Linked DNA regions of Mus musculus: region 1 is linked to region 2. A link is a contact called in public promoter capture Hi-C data. All regions are on one chromosome and are shown on one strand. Each heading gives the region's core, a stretch centred on a gene start, on an enhancer-like site or on the middle of the called end of the contact. The rest is flanking DNA. Distances are from core to core; before and after follow the strand shown. Region 1 overlaps Znrf1 (zinc and ring finger 1). Region 2 overlaps Wdr59 (WD repeat domain 59).

Region 1 (4,259 bases), core at 1,049-3,548, 100 kb after region 2:
ACTTTGCAGCTGTTGGTAGGTATAGTATTGTATGATGATGTCATTCCTTTCTGAGGAGCCACATTAAAGAACTCAACTGGCCACCTCAAGGCCTTAGTTGCTTTTTTTTTAGACTGCCCTTCTTTTTAATGATGTCTTTCCTATATTACCACGATCCTAGCCCCAAAGTTCAGTGTAGCCCCACTCCTTGTGCTAGCACCTTGTCCTGGCCCTATTATAATTCAGGCAGTGAGGCGTGCTTTGCCTTTTAATTGTTTTCTTGTGCCCTATCAAGAGCTGGAGCTCCATAAAGCAGCTCTTTCCTCCCCTGTGTGCTGTTCAGTGTCTTTCCTTCCCTGAGTCTGGCATGTAGTAAGCTACAGTGGAGTGGAGAAAATGGACCTAGATTTTGGTGTCTGCATGCTAGAGACAGTGATCTGTGTACCAAACACATAGGAACTCCTGTAGCCAGTGAAGTGTTAAAACAGGATGCAACTTTGGATTGTCTTTTCTCTTCTATAGGTTAGAAATGTAAACATAACAGAGTCCTTTAACTGGAAGTAGATGGAAGTAGATGGCCCAGTGCGCAGCAGTCCTAGGCCCTCGTTGTGATGGGAGGAATTGCAGTGAAGAGGGCTGAAGGGGCTCCATCTGAGTCCCTCTGCTTTTACACTGAGATGCAGAAGCTATGTTAAGTCCAGTGATTGCCACATAAGCCACTAGTCACACCATTCCCGTGTGTGAACTGCAAGAAGACCACCTTGCTGTGACTTACAGGAAGAAGTGAGGCATCTTTTTTCAGTGCTCCTGACCCTACCCCTCAGATCCTATCTTGTTGGGTAAAAGAAAGTATTTTTTTAAATTGAGGGAGCTGTGAAGGTGGCTTAAGGGCCCACAGACACCAGAAGAGGGTGTCAGAGGCCCTGGAACTAGAGCTAGAGATGGCTGTGAGCTGCCATTCGGGTGCTGGGTATCAAACCCAGATCCTCTGTAAGAGCAGTGATCTTAGCCACTGTGTCATCTCTCCAGCCCCCAAGACTTAAAATAGTTGTGTATAGATGCATTTTTATTTCCTTCCTGCCTGCCTTCCTTCCTCCCTCCCTCTCCCCCCCCCTGTGTGTGTGTGTGTGTGTGTGTGTGTGTGTGTGTGTGTGTGTGAGAGAGAGAGAGAGAGAGAGAGAGAGAGAGAGAGAGAGAGAGAGTTCTTGTTCCTTGGCCTTTGTTTTTAGATCTGCCACTGTATGTGTATTGAGTCCATTGTTTGTGTCTGCTTGCTTGGGAACTCTTGTACTGTCTCAGTGTGCATGTTCTCTGTTGCACCAACCATGGTCTCCCATGGTGCTGTTCTGGGATGTCCTACAGTGTGCTGTGACAAACATCCACTGTGTCTGAGAAATAACCCAGAAGTGACGTTGCTAGGTCATATAGACCTTTGTGGGACCTCTTCTAAGGACTCAGATGTCACTGTGTCCCATTTCCCCCTGGTTTCCTGTATGGTTACTTCAGATGTCCCAACTTTACCCTAGATCTGGAATTTTGCAGTGATAGCAAGAAAGGCTGGGATTTTATTCTCTTGTAGGTTTTACTGTTTTGACCTACTTTGAACTGTTCAAATGCCCGCTGTTCCTTCTGTTAATTGTAGAGATTCACTCTCCTGTCCTGAGTTTGTAACTTGTTTCTGAGTCCTGTATGGAGGCAGTAGGTACAGTGGCCAAATATAGAGTGAACATGCTGATCTGGGCACACACTTGGCTTCTGTCTGCGTGTGCCAGTCTCGTCCATAAGCTGGAAACAGGCAGACAGGCCACAGGATGGGTATCAAGAGTCTACATGCCAGCATACACCAAATCTGCCCATTCTTTCCTTCCTGCTGGGAGACAAGAACAGCACAGCATGACTATCTAGAAGAAAGAGCACAATGCTCTAAGTTTAATGGAACATTTATGGTGGACTCATGTCTAGGATTTACTTCAAAATAATCTGGGGCAGGGAAAGTAGCTATGGTGAACAGTGTAAAATTTGCCATCCAGATTTAGACACATCTAAGACTAAAGGAGAGAACTATTCATTGCACTAGGATAGCAATCCATAACCAGATTGTCCTAGCAAACCAAGATATGTATACCTCAGGCAAGCATGAGATGGGCCTGTCCCGGAGTTGGTCATTGTTGAGGCTAGGCGGCTAGTACTTGGAAGCTCATTCTATTTTTTGTTTGAAGATTTCCATAATAGAAGAGATTTCTAAGATATTTTTTAGACTGCCACAGTGGCTGTAGTCCCCCCAAAGGAGCTATGGAGATTGTGAAGCTGGGGATTTAGCCCAATGGGAGAGCATTTTCTATACACAAGGCTCTGGGTTTGATACCTATATCTTCTCTCACCACCCCCACTCCGTTCCCCTTTCAACCTCCAAAAATAGTCCCTTTTGCTCTGAAAGTGGTTGTTGGGACCCTTGCCAGCCCATTAAGAGTAGTAAGCTTAGGTCATCTCTGCTGGCTGCACCCTGGGCACCTCTAGAAGGGCCCCTCCACCTGCTCTTGTTGACAGGAAGAATGAGAGGCTGCAGGTTGCTCTAGCCTAATGGGATTGGTTCAGCCTGCCCGGGGACCAACCGCAACAGTTCCCTTCACAAACACACCACTGTCTGGTAGAGATCTGTACACAGGCACATGCGATTGTTATCTGTGGCAGGCAGGAAGCAGTCTGCAGACAGCGGGCTCTTAACCGACATTCTGCGGCGCGCGCACTTCCCTGTCCTACTTACCCCTCGCCCTGGTTTCAGCAGTTGCTGGAACTGAGAAGTTGAAGGCAGCCTCTGCCGGGGTAAACTCCAGCAGTGGGTGCACATACCTGTAGTTGGTTAGCTCTGTGCAGTAGTACACGGTTGGTCCTCCTTCATACGGTTCCATGAGAACTTGGCGTAGTGCTTCTGGAAACGGATGGATCCTGAGCCCATCCCAAGAGTCCCAAGAATCTATGTATAAGGTCTATTCACCAGATAAGCCTAATCCACTGTGGACATTTCTGTTCAGTTCCCTAAGGACACCCATTGATTCACCAAGAGTAGAAATTATATTTAATTCTCTGCTGTGTATCCTACTGTTCAATATAGAGTAAATGTGAATGGACAGACTGACTGATTTAATGCCCATCCTGAGTTTGGCCAGCAGTTATGTTTTCATTGGTACCTAGAGAATAGAATGTACTCTGTGGGTGTAAAGATTATACTCCAAGTCCTCTCTGGAATCCCGTCATCTGGTGTGGTGTAAGCGGTGGGGTCTGTGGGAGGTGCTTGGCTTTAGATAAGGTTGTTACAATGGAGTCTTGATCATGGAGTTGTGCTTTTAGACGAGACAGAGTCACCAGCACTCTCTACCATGTTAGGACACAACAAGAAGGCTGTTGCCTACAGGCCAGGAGTAAAACACTACATCTGCTAGCACCTTGTATCTTTGGCTTGAAAGTCAATAGAACTGTGAGAAATAAATATTTGCTCTTTAAGCTACTGGTGGTCCACAGTATTTAGTCATAGCAACCCAAATGGACTGCGAGAGCCCAGATAATTTTCAGCAGGACCAAAGAATCCCAATTATTCCGCTTTGCCTTCTTTTCTGAGACAGGGTCTCACTCTGTAACCCTGTCTGACCTGGAACTTGCCTTAGCCTCAAGTACTGGGATTAAAGGCGTACAGCCTCGAGTCGGGAGGTGATGTGCCTGATGCTGGCTTCATTTCTCTTGAACAGAGAGAAAGCATCTGAGCACTGGTGCTGAGTCGAGATCTGTCTGTCTGTCTGGATGGGTGCTTTTTAATTCTTGCCACATATTTCAATAAGCAGTATTTGTCAATATTTATGTTTCTGAAGCCAATCTTCTGGGAAATTGGTGTGCTGACTGGAAATAAGGAAATGTTAAAACCAATATAAAAATAGTCCTCAAGGCAAAATGTCAAAGTGAAGAAGGAGTTTGCAGTTTGTGGTTCTCTCATCTCATAGGCATTTATGAGGGAAAGGTCCAGAACACAGACTGCATAGGACATAATTTGTCTGCTGCCTTGTGCTTGTCCGTGATGTAACTTTCTGTTACAGATTGCTTGCTTTCAGTAGGAGGGCCTTGGCTTTCTTAACCTTGGCTCTGTTGTCACAGGAAAGATTTATGAGGTATCCTCATGTTCCCACTAACATGTTGGAGTCTTTTCCACCAGTCTCCTTATTCCCACCCTCAACTTCCTCATTCTTATCTCCCAGAGTCAAGTAATCTGAGCCAGAGGAGAAACAATGAAT
Region 2 (3,943 bases), core at 155-2,654:
GAAGTTGGAGAACAGAACTAGGGAGAGGGAAAATGTTGCACACTCTGTTTATTCATCTCTAATTCAACACAGCCCTCCCTCCCTGCCTGCCTTCCATTCCAGTCCCTAGAGCCAGCCCTGGTCTGCTAGTTCACTATGACAACATGACTGGCAGAGATGTCCAGCAGAGCTCAGGAGAAAATCAGAGCACAGCCCTCCCTACTCACTCACCTTCCTTCTGCCTCCTCCACTGGAACTCCAGCACCACGTCATCATGACCCACAAAGGTGTGAACTGGAGCGTTCAAGTCAGACGCGTTCCACAGGAGCAGGCTGTTCTCCCTCCGCAGCTGGGGAACCATCACGGTCACTAGCCCGTTGCTGAAAGGCTGCAGCCAGGAAGGGGAAGCTGGGCTTACTCCATGTGGAATCAGCCGAAACCAAACCAAAGCTGGAACTGTTCCTAACTAAATCAAGCTACATGATAGACACCAGGCATGGTGGCTCGGGCCTGTAATGCCAGCACTGAGAAAGCAGAGGCAAGAGAATTGCCACACCTTTGAGGCTAGCCTGGTCGACATCTCAAATTACAGGCCAGGATAGCCATGGCTACACAGGAAGAACCTATCCTTTTTTTGTTTTGTTTTAAGTTTACGAGACAGGGTCTTTCTGTGTAGCCCTGGCTGTCCTCAAACTCACTCTGTAGAGCAGGCTGGCCTCGAACTCAGAGATCCACCTGCCTCTGCCTTCTGAGTGCCAGGATTAAATGTGTGGCACCACTGCCCAGCTTAGAACCTATCTTTAAAAAAAAATTATGGAAAGCTCAAACTCATCTGGGGAAAATTTTGTCAAATATCATATGATGTCTATTACACACAGCCTCTATGGAACACAGCAAATGAAATATGAGGCTAAGCCAAATGCTTGGATAACTCTGGAAATTCTACCGTAAGCAAATGGTTCTTTCTGGTCCATGTCCTAGCTACTCTCCGTGAGTATGCAAAGCTGGCTGGGAAAATCTGCAGGCAGACGGGCCAGCAGAACACCATCCACATGAAACATCACCCTCTCACTGCCTCCGAGCAGCACGGAATCAAAGCAGAACTTAGTTACCCCAGGACTGCTGTTTGACTTAGTAAAACCCAGACTGCAGGGGAAATGAGGACCCGTTTGGTTTACAACCCGACTGTTATTGAAGGAAAAACACATAGTTACACAAGAGCACATCTATTTATCTTTCCGTCCCCTCCCCATAACACTCCCCAACCTTCCTGTTTATTTTTTAAAGCAAACATGAATGCAGAGATGTCAGCTCCTAAGAACTGCGTCTCATTTCTTGGCAAGTGATCCCAGATGCAAAACAACATAATGTCCAATTATCTTCTTTGCTTCCCAATGTCCCTGGGTGACAGCCTAATGCATAACTGCTGCTTTGTTCATCCCGGGGATTGCTTTCAAAGTGACATTACAGGAGATACACTTATCTCTGACTCACAGCCATCAACGTGCCATGGAAACATGGCTGGAGGCGGATAACCGGCTATTTGTACCATTCTGTGATTTACAAAGGACATTCATATACATTATTACCAATGGAAGGCAGATTGATATTCCAAATGCCATGAAACTGTCCACTTTAGAATGGCAAATATTATCACAATAGTAAAAGGAAGGTTGGAGGCCAGAACAGACAGCAGCAATTAAGATGCTGCTCTTCCAGAGAACCCAAGTTCCATTCCCAGCATCCACTGCAGGCAACCCACAACCTCCTCCAGCTCCAAGGGATATGACGCCCTCTTCTAACCTCTGTGAGTACCTGCACTCCCATGGTATGTACACACATATGAAAAAAATAACAATAAAATCTTTGAGCTGGGATGATGGCTCAGCAGTTAAGAATAATTGTTGCCCTTCCAGACAACCCAAGTTCCACTCCCAGCACCCATGTTGGCAGATTTGTAACTGCAGGTAACTCAGCTCCAGGGGCTCCAACACTCTCTTCTAGCCTATGGACACTGACATGCATGGTACACACACAGAGATAAATAAACACAAAATCCTTTTAAAAAATATAAAGGGCAGAGTGAAAAGTGTCCTTCAACTTTGCAACTGAAAAAAAACTACTACTTAAGATGAAGTATGTTGGGTGGTGGTGGCACATTCCTTTAATCCCAGCACTTGGGAGGCAGAGGCAGGCTGATTTCTGAGTTTGAGGCCAGCCTGGTCTACAAAATGAGTTCCAGGACAGCTGGGGCTATACAGAGAAACCCTGTCTCGAAAAAAGAAAAAAAAAAAAACAAAAAACAAAAAACAAACAAAAAAAAAAGAAGTATGTTTTCCAAGGCTACAAAAACATTAAGCTGGCCCCAAACCAGGTCCTCTGAGTCTACACCAGAGTTCTTTCTCCTATAGCTCAGCAGTGTCCGACTCTGGCCCCTCTCTCCATCCTACCCTGCTGAGCTACTTCCGTGACTAAGAACCTCCACACGCCTGCTTCTCTGTGGAGCACCTATTGAGCACCCCGGAGGCTAAGCACCTAAGGCCACTACTGTAAACCAAGACAGAAGGAGAAACTGCCTCACAAAGAAAGCAGAAAAACGCACACTCCAGACAAGAGGTTTAACAGCTCACTCACCGTGTATCTGGCTTTCCAGACAGGCACCTGGCAAGGGAGGATATTGAGGTATTTCCGAGGCTGGCGGTAATCCCAGAACTACAAGAAAGAACGTTTGAGAAATGATAAATGCCGGGTTTTTTTCTTTTAATTAGGTATTTTCCTCATTTACATTTGCCAATGCTATCCCAAAAGTCCCCCATACCCTCCCCCCCACTTCCCTACCCACCCATTCCCATTTTTTTTGGCCCTGGCGTTCCCCTGTACTGGGGCATATAAAGTTTGTATGTCCAATGAGCCTCTCTTTCCAGTGATGGCCGAAGAAATACTTCAATAGTGTGTTTTCAGTTCCTCCCCTATAACCACGGTACTGTCAGACACGCAGAGAGCCCTTCCATTTACACTAGTCAACATCGCATGAGGATTTCTAGACCTCAACAGGACACACAGGGCAGAGCAACTGCCTCTCAAATAACCACTGTAGCTAAAAGGTAAAATAACGGGTTTGATCCTACATTACATCTAAAAGCAATTTAACACTAGGCGACAACTCACGGCCATCAGACAGACATTTAAAACTTTTCTTTTTAATCTTACACAATCTTTACAACAAACATTGCAGGATGCTACTAATCTCTTTTCCAAATGCAGATTGGAGTATGTTCCTGTTTCCTGAGTTTGGGAGGTTAGGGACAGAAACCCAAATGAACAGACAAACAAGTCACTTGCCAACACAAGGCCAGGGGATTTACAAACCTCCAGAGAGAACGTTCAGTCCTTTACATAGAAAGGCTTGGGCTCAATTTTAGCTAACTGTACCAGAAAGAGTACTGCTATGTAAATCCAATTAAATATGATGATGATGATGATGAAGTCACAAAATTGCTAAGCCAACTTCTGTGGCCAAGTGCTGACCTGCAGGGATAGAGACTTGACCGAAGAAGGATGGTGGAGCAGAGATGACCCTGCCCCATCACCGCTTTGATCAAGGGTGCATAGCCTGATGCCACAGCTACAGAAAACAAGCAAAGAAGAAACACTGTCTAAGATAAATCAAAACTGGCAGGGCTCCTGAACATAAACTTTGAGCAGGTCTTAAGTTAGAGACTACTAGCAAAGCTCTATCCTGTCAATGCTAATGTGTGAGGACATAACTTTTACAGATATGATAATTTGATGAGGAACTGCTGGCTTGCCACCATGAACAGATAAAGGACAATCTTGGTGGCTTTAACCCTTGTGTGGGCCTCTTTACCTCTGTGTGTACTTCTGGCTTCCTTACAAATCCTTTTCAGGTAAACTTTTCTTTCCTAAATGCTTTCTGCCTCTGAGTTTCAGAGAGGGAAAGAAA

Evidence for each region. Capture Hi-C pulls out chosen DNA fragments and counts their contacts.
Region 1: a contact with region 2 is called in a promoter capture Hi-C map of pancreatic islet. The contact joins two enhancer-like sites. A contact is called at or near these places in 3 of 15 datasets of contacts at CTCF or cohesin (CD8 T cells, the NIH/3T3 cell line and large pre-B cells), 2 of 115 datasets of contacts at active chromatin or transcription factors (double positive thymocytes and embryonic stem cells) and 3 of 9 other capture datasets (adipose tissue, liver and pancreatic islet).

Annotation. Positions count from the first base shown.
Region 1 is chr8:111,593,338-111,597,596 of GRCm38.p6, forward strand. The region is part of intron 1 of Znrf1 (zinc and ring finger 1); the gene reads left to right. Among named protein-coding and RNA genes, the nearest start is that of Ldhd, 35 kb to the right of the region's middle. Within about 2 kb of position 2,299, at least 177 of the 459 cell types and tissues checked have an H3K27ac peak or open chromatin away from gene starts, as enhancers often do. A contact at or near this core is called in pancreatic islet, where this site is marked.
Region 2 is chr8:111,490,082-111,494,024 of GRCm38.p6, forward strand. Wdr59 (WD repeat domain 59) reads right to left here. Exons shown (of 26, transcript NM_001170742.1): 9 at 2,614-2,691; 10 at 211-367. Among named protein-coding and RNA genes, the nearest start is that of Wdr59, 30 kb to the right of the region's middle. Within about 2 kb of position 1,405, at least 22 of the 459 cell types and tissues checked have an H3K27ac peak or open chromatin away from gene starts, as enhancers often do. A contact at or near this core is called in pancreatic islet, where this site is marked.